Regions from separate parts of the Mus musculus genome. Here region 2 is linked to region 1. A link is a contact called in public Hi-C data. All regions are on one chromosome and are shown on one strand. Each heading gives the region's core, a stretch centred on a gene start, on an enhancer-like site or on the middle of the called end of the contact. The rest is flanking DNA. Distances are from core to core; before and after follow the strand shown.

Evidence for each region. A called contact is a pair of places that touch in the nucleus more often than the background predicts.
Region 2: a contact with region 1 is called in a Hi-C map of liver, with 4 times the contacts expected there. The contact joins the promoter of Onecut1 here to the enhancer-like site in region 1. A contact is called at or near these places in 5 of 39 promoter capture datasets (embryonic stem cells, hippocampal neurons, liver and 1 more), 7 of 484 Hi-C or Micro-C datasets (all in liver), 4 of 115 datasets of contacts at active chromatin or transcription factors (hepatocytes, kidney and liver) and 1 of 9 other capture datasets (embryonic stem cells).

The regions. Positions count from the first base shown.
Region 1 is chr9:74,670,372-74,673,171 of GRCm38.p6, reverse strand. No RefSeq gene overlaps it. Among named protein-coding and RNA genes, the nearest start is that of Gm40533, 40 kb to the left of the region's middle. Within about 2 kb of position 1,396, at least 3 of the 459 cell types and tissues checked have an H3K27ac peak or open chromatin away from gene starts, as enhancers often do. A contact at or near this core is called in hepatocytes and liver, where this site is marked.
Region 2 is chr9:74,860,571-74,863,370 of GRCm38.p6, reverse strand. It overlaps Onecut1 (one cut domain, family member 1), which reads right to left and starts at 1,450. Exons shown (of 2, transcript NM_008262.3): 1 at 1-1,450. The coding sequence starts at 1,074. It overlaps Gm33562 (a long non-coding RNA gene), which reads left to right and starts at 235. Exons shown (of 4, transcript XR_870924.1): 1 at 235-309.

The DNA.
Region 1 (2,800 bases), core at 147-2,646:
AATCTTCCCAGTGTCCGAGGAGCTGGCCAGAAGCAAATCCTTGGGCACCAGAGTTCTGTATAAAGGGGGATTGTGGTTGGAGAAGGATGGCCTACACCCAGTTTTACTATTCTTCTTTGGCCAGGTTTGCGTCTATTTGGAAGAATGAAACAATAAAACAGCAGTGCATGATTTTCTTCATAAAAATCTACCTACACCCCTGTTGTATCAGGTTATTCATATGAACTCTATGTTTAAGAACTTTTGGTGAAATTTCTTTTAATTAATTTCTTAGGTTAGCATAGAGTAATGGATTTCACCATGGTGTTTTCTTACATGTACTTTGCTGTGTTCTCCTCCCCCACTGTCCTTCCCCCTGTTCCCTATCTCCCTGCTCTGCCTCGTTCCTTCTCTTTCTGCGAACAGTTCCCCCTCTTGCTTTCCTAGCACATGGATTAATCATTGGACAAGTTCTTGGTAGTTAAATTGACTGACTGATGTAAAAATCTCTTAAAGACTAATCAAATTACTTCATATTTGCGGATATGGTCGTTTGACGGCAGCTCACTTTTGTTTTACAATGATTAGATCCTAAAATGGTTAAGTGGCAGGCTTGAGTTGTAACATTGAATTCAGCCTTGAAACTGGTCGGCTAATTGACACTCTGCTCATCATTGCAACACTTCAGAGCCCCAAGACTGACCACAGTCTGCCTAACTCAGCTGGAACAGATACTGGAAGCTTCAGTGATTGTTCCCTGAACCAAGGGAAGTTCCAATCATTGAGGACTGTTCACACGCTGACCTTGTAGTACAATCATTGGCAGCAAAGAAAATCCAGTCCGCCTGTGTTCCTTGGCCACACTGTGTTCAAGGGAACAACTTGCCTGAAGGCAAAAACCAGACCAACCAAACCAAACCAAATAAGACCCGATCAAGCCAAAGTACCAAACCAGCACAACCGACCAATTAATCCAAACCACATCAAATCACTCCAGACTCTAGCAAAGCAACGAATGGAGATCAGGTCAGACCAAACCCAACCTGGTGTATGAACTCTGAGGAAGCACCAAAACTGGATCTAGATGATTAATCTCTTCTGAGCATGAGGGAATAGCATGTTGTGATTGATACACACCAACCCTAAGTCTAACATACACTTCCGGCTTTGTGAGTCTTCTACATCCTTTACTTACTGTATCACCCCTCCCCATCCCCGGGGACATTTTGCTGTTCTAAACAAGGGCAGAACTCCATTGGTCTTATCAAGTTTTGCTGCACTCTGACAACCTTTGACCAGTTATGTCCTGCTTTCTTTTCCAGGTAGTAGCATTGGGAAATTAAACACAACATGGAAGGGACAGATCCTCTATGGGACACTAACTGCGTAACACTTGGTTTTGATTTAGTGGGTTGGAAGCTGCCCAGAGTCCGTGCCCTTTGCTTAGCATATGTGGGGGATAGGTCAGTGCTGCTTAACTAGCATATTAATTCAAGTGCTTCCTCTCAAGTTTGGCATTTGGACTCTGTTCGTGGAAAACATTGACATTTGCTTTCTGGTGAAGAGGACGGTACCTTAGACTTTGGGCCACTTTCAGATGATGTATTCATGAGATGCTCATCATGATAAAGGTGCCCAGGGAACAAATTATGTTCAGTGTTGATTTAACCTTGGTGAAGCATGCCTAGCTCCAACCTTTGCTCTTGGTAGAACATCTGGGTATACTGTTCAGTCTTGTTTTCTCTTGCAGCCCAGCTCCCACATGCCTGCAGGGCAATGGATTTGCCAGCCTGGCCTCCTATCAGACCCCCCATGGTGGCCTATGTCATTGGTCAGCACTCAGAAGAGTAGCTTACCATCAGCTTGTGCATCACATGCTACCATAGAGGACTGCAATGTCTCCATTGAATCTGTAAGACGGCAAGTTTGAATGGCTAGGATATAAAATGCCAGTCAAGTCAGATAAATCAAATAATTATTACTCTTAAAAGAGAAGTCTGAGCAAGAATTGAGCAATGCTAAGTGTCTTGTCCATTCAGTCACCTTACAACATTACTCTTCATGGTCCATGAATTTGAAGTGGTTTTTAAAATTTAGTTTTATTGTATTTAACTGAAAGGTAATAATTACATCTACTTATCTGATACATGTCCTGTTTTGATCTACATATTCATCAAGAAACATGTGACTGGAATTATTATCATATCTATCATCTTCATTAACTTGACAGCTTTTGTGGTAACAGCATTATTATAAGACTAAGTGTATTCTTGGGCTGGAGATGGAGCTCAGTGGGACAGTGCTTGTTTAGCAAACACAGGCTTAGGATTCAATCTCAAGATCATAAAATGAGGAGTCTTGCCCAACACCCGCAAGGGTCCACACGGGACTCCCCACGGGACCCTAAGACCTCTGGTGAGTGGATCACAGTGCCTGCCCCAATCCAATCGCGCGGAACTTGAGACTGCGGTACATAGGGAAGCAGGCTACCCGGGCTTGATCTGGGGCACAAACCCCTTCCACTCCACTCGAGCCCCGGCTACCTTGCCAGCTGAGTCGCCTGACACCCGCAAGGGCCCACACAGGATTCCACACGTGATCCTAAGACCTCTAGTGAGTGGAACACAACTTCTGCCAGGAGTCTGGTTCGAACACCAGATATCTGGGTACCTGCCTTGCAAGAAGAGAGCTTGCCTGCAGAGAATACTCTGCCCACTGAAACTAAGGAGAGTGCTACCCTCCAGGTCTGCTCATAGAGGCTAACAGAGTCACCTGAAGAACAAGCTCTTAACAGTGACAACTAAAACAGCTAGCTTCAGAG
Region 2 (2,800 bases), core at 201-2,700, 190 kb before region 1:
CTCCGGCTCCTGCAGCCACTTCCACATCCTCCGGAAGGTCTCCCGACCCGACTTGAGTTTGCTCCAGGGCTTGGGGTTTCGCAGCAGGTCCGAAAGGGTCCCCTGGGAACGGCAGAGCACCCTCTGCGCGAAGATGGCCTGTGGGATGCTGTAACGTTTGAGCTCGGTGGTGATACGCTGCGCCACCTCTTTGGTATTGATCTCTTCCATCTGCCCTGAATTACTTCCATTGCTGACCTGCGCGCCGGTCACCGAAGGGTTGGGCTCTCGGGCTGTGCCCAGGAGCTGTCCGTGGCCCTGGGCATTCAGGTGGGCATGAGGATGGTGCGGAGGAAGGCCGTTGATGGGTACCATGCCGGCCGAGGTGGGCGTGAGGTGCTGCTCCCCGTGGCGACCGAGCATGGCAGGGTGGTGGGCTTCAAAGCCATTTGGGGTGAGCATCTTGTCGGTGGGCATAGCCGCGCCGGGATGAGCATAGTGGGGAAGTCCTTGCTGGGAGTTGTGAATGCTGCCCAGACCGGAGCCAGAGAGGGGCGAGAGGCTCTGGCCCATGCCAGCCACGTCCTTGTGGTAGGGGGTATAGAGGTTATTCATAGAGGCCAGCCCGCGCTCATCCCGCATAAGTGTGAAACTACCGCTCACGTTGCCCGCCAGGCGCTGGTGGTGGTGTGGGTGGTGGTGGTGATGGTGGTGGTGATGATGGTGAGGGAACTTGTCGGACACGGTGGAGATGGGCGGCAGCGGCTGCAGAGGGGTTAAGGTAGTGTAGGTGGTGGGCATGCTCATACCTGGGGGAGTTTCACAGGCCATGGTCATGGTGGGGTGCAGGGGGCCAGCCAAGCTGTGCTCAGGGGCGCGGTGGTGGTGGTGGTAATCGCTGCCTCCGCTGCCGCCGTCCAGCAGGGACGCCATGCCCATGGAACGCGGGTGCGCGGGAGGCAGGTGGCTGCCGCGGTGTCCCACGGAGCTGCGCGCGTGAGGGCTGCCGCCCAGCAGGTCAGCAGGGGCGGGCACCGGCTCATGGCTCACCCCGTGCAGCTCGCCGATCGCCTCCATGGTCAGCTGTGCGTTCATCGTGATGCGGGCGAGCGGGCTGCAACATCGATGTGGCCGGGCAGAGGCGGCGAGGGGCGCAAGGAGTCCAGTCTTCACATCGGCTGCCTGCGACTGTGGCCTTTCTTCCTCTCACTGTGGGGATCTGTGTCTCTCGCTCTCTCTGTGTGTGTCTTGCCTTCTCTCTTGCTCCCACCTTCCCCTCTGTCTTTTTTTTTTCTTTTAATATTAATTTCCAAAAAGGACCCGTGCTGTTGGGAGAGCGCGGTACCCCTAGCCCACCCAGCCCGGCCCCCTCTCGCCCCTCTTCTTAGAATCCTGCTGCCCCAGGCTCCCTTGACGCGGCCCGTGCGCCTGCCGCGGCTGCTGCCTGCCTGTGCCGCCCGCCAGCTCGAGCCATGGCTCGGTTACTGTTGCAGACTGTGGCTGCGATTCCGTAGCCGCCGCCGCTGCCGCTGCCCGCCCTCACGCCCGCCGGGCGTAGCGCGCATGCGCGCTTCCAGGCCCCGCCCCCTCGGTCCCAGCGCTCCGTGACGTCCCAGCACAAATGAACCGAGGGGGTGGGGTGGGGGTGGGGGGGACAGAGCTTTCTCAGCGGCGCCGAATGGCCCGGGATCAGTGAGCACGTGCACGGGACGCGCGCAGAGTGCGACCTGGAGCCGCCTCCACAGTCCTCGGAGACTTGCTACCTCCTGGTCTTCCTCACTACCTCCCTCTCTCTTTCCATCCGGACTTTCTTGCCTGGTTTCTGTCACCGTGAGCCAGCTAGGTTTGAGAACCAGAGCCCCTGAGTCTGAGTTGCTAGTTCCCGGTACAGGTTACCGGCGGGGAGTAGAAACTATGTCATGGCCCAAAGCCCACTCGCCCATTGGGCTTTATTCCCTAGAGGATCGCTGGAGACCAACTCATTCACTGTCCTTAAATAGTTGTCCTACGGGGACTTGGGACGTGTATATACCCTGAAGGCCTAGGTCGGGACGCTGTATCCCGAACTGCCATCCATGATCCTCTCAAGTACTCCTCGAACTACCTTTCTCCATCTGAGCCCGGGGCCGAGGAGCACTCAGGAATCTGTGCTCAGTGAGGAGCACTCAGATCGAGGCCACCCCTCACTGTCCCAGACCTCAAAGAAGGTCTGTCACTTTGCTCCCAATTAAGATAGCTCTCCCACTTTGGATAACTCTGCTTGGGGGATACTGAGGGAGACAGGAGAGAGGGCCTGGTTAGCATGGAAGGGGGCGGGGGGGGGGGGACGGAGCTGGTTTTTTAGTTACTCCACAGCCTTTCTAGAAAAGAACCTAGAGGCTTGGAAGAAGTACCCCACGCAGGCAGAGTGCACGCGGCTGAGCCGAGCGGCTTGGACCGCAGGGACGCTTTCCTTTTCCTGGCGTCCCTGCAAGAAGCCTCCAGATTTGAAAATCAATTCAGCTTTGGGCATAATTGTGCCCCTGTCACAGTCACGCTCCAATCCGGAATTGAACCCGGGCCTTCAGCCTGGTGGGGACGCGTGGGGAGGCCCCCAGTGTGGGACACACACCCGGCCGCCACATGCCGCGGCTTTCTTTTATTTACAAAAGAAAGAAAGAAAAAAGTCCGTAACAAAAGGCAGAGCCTTGTCTGCTTAGGTGCTTTTATCCCTTGGAGAAAGGACAGATGTGCCCATTGTCAGGCCCTTGGCAGTTACGGCCGGGTCAGCGCCGAGTCTCAGCCTGGGGCTAGCGGTGCTCACAATAAAGATAGCCTCAGA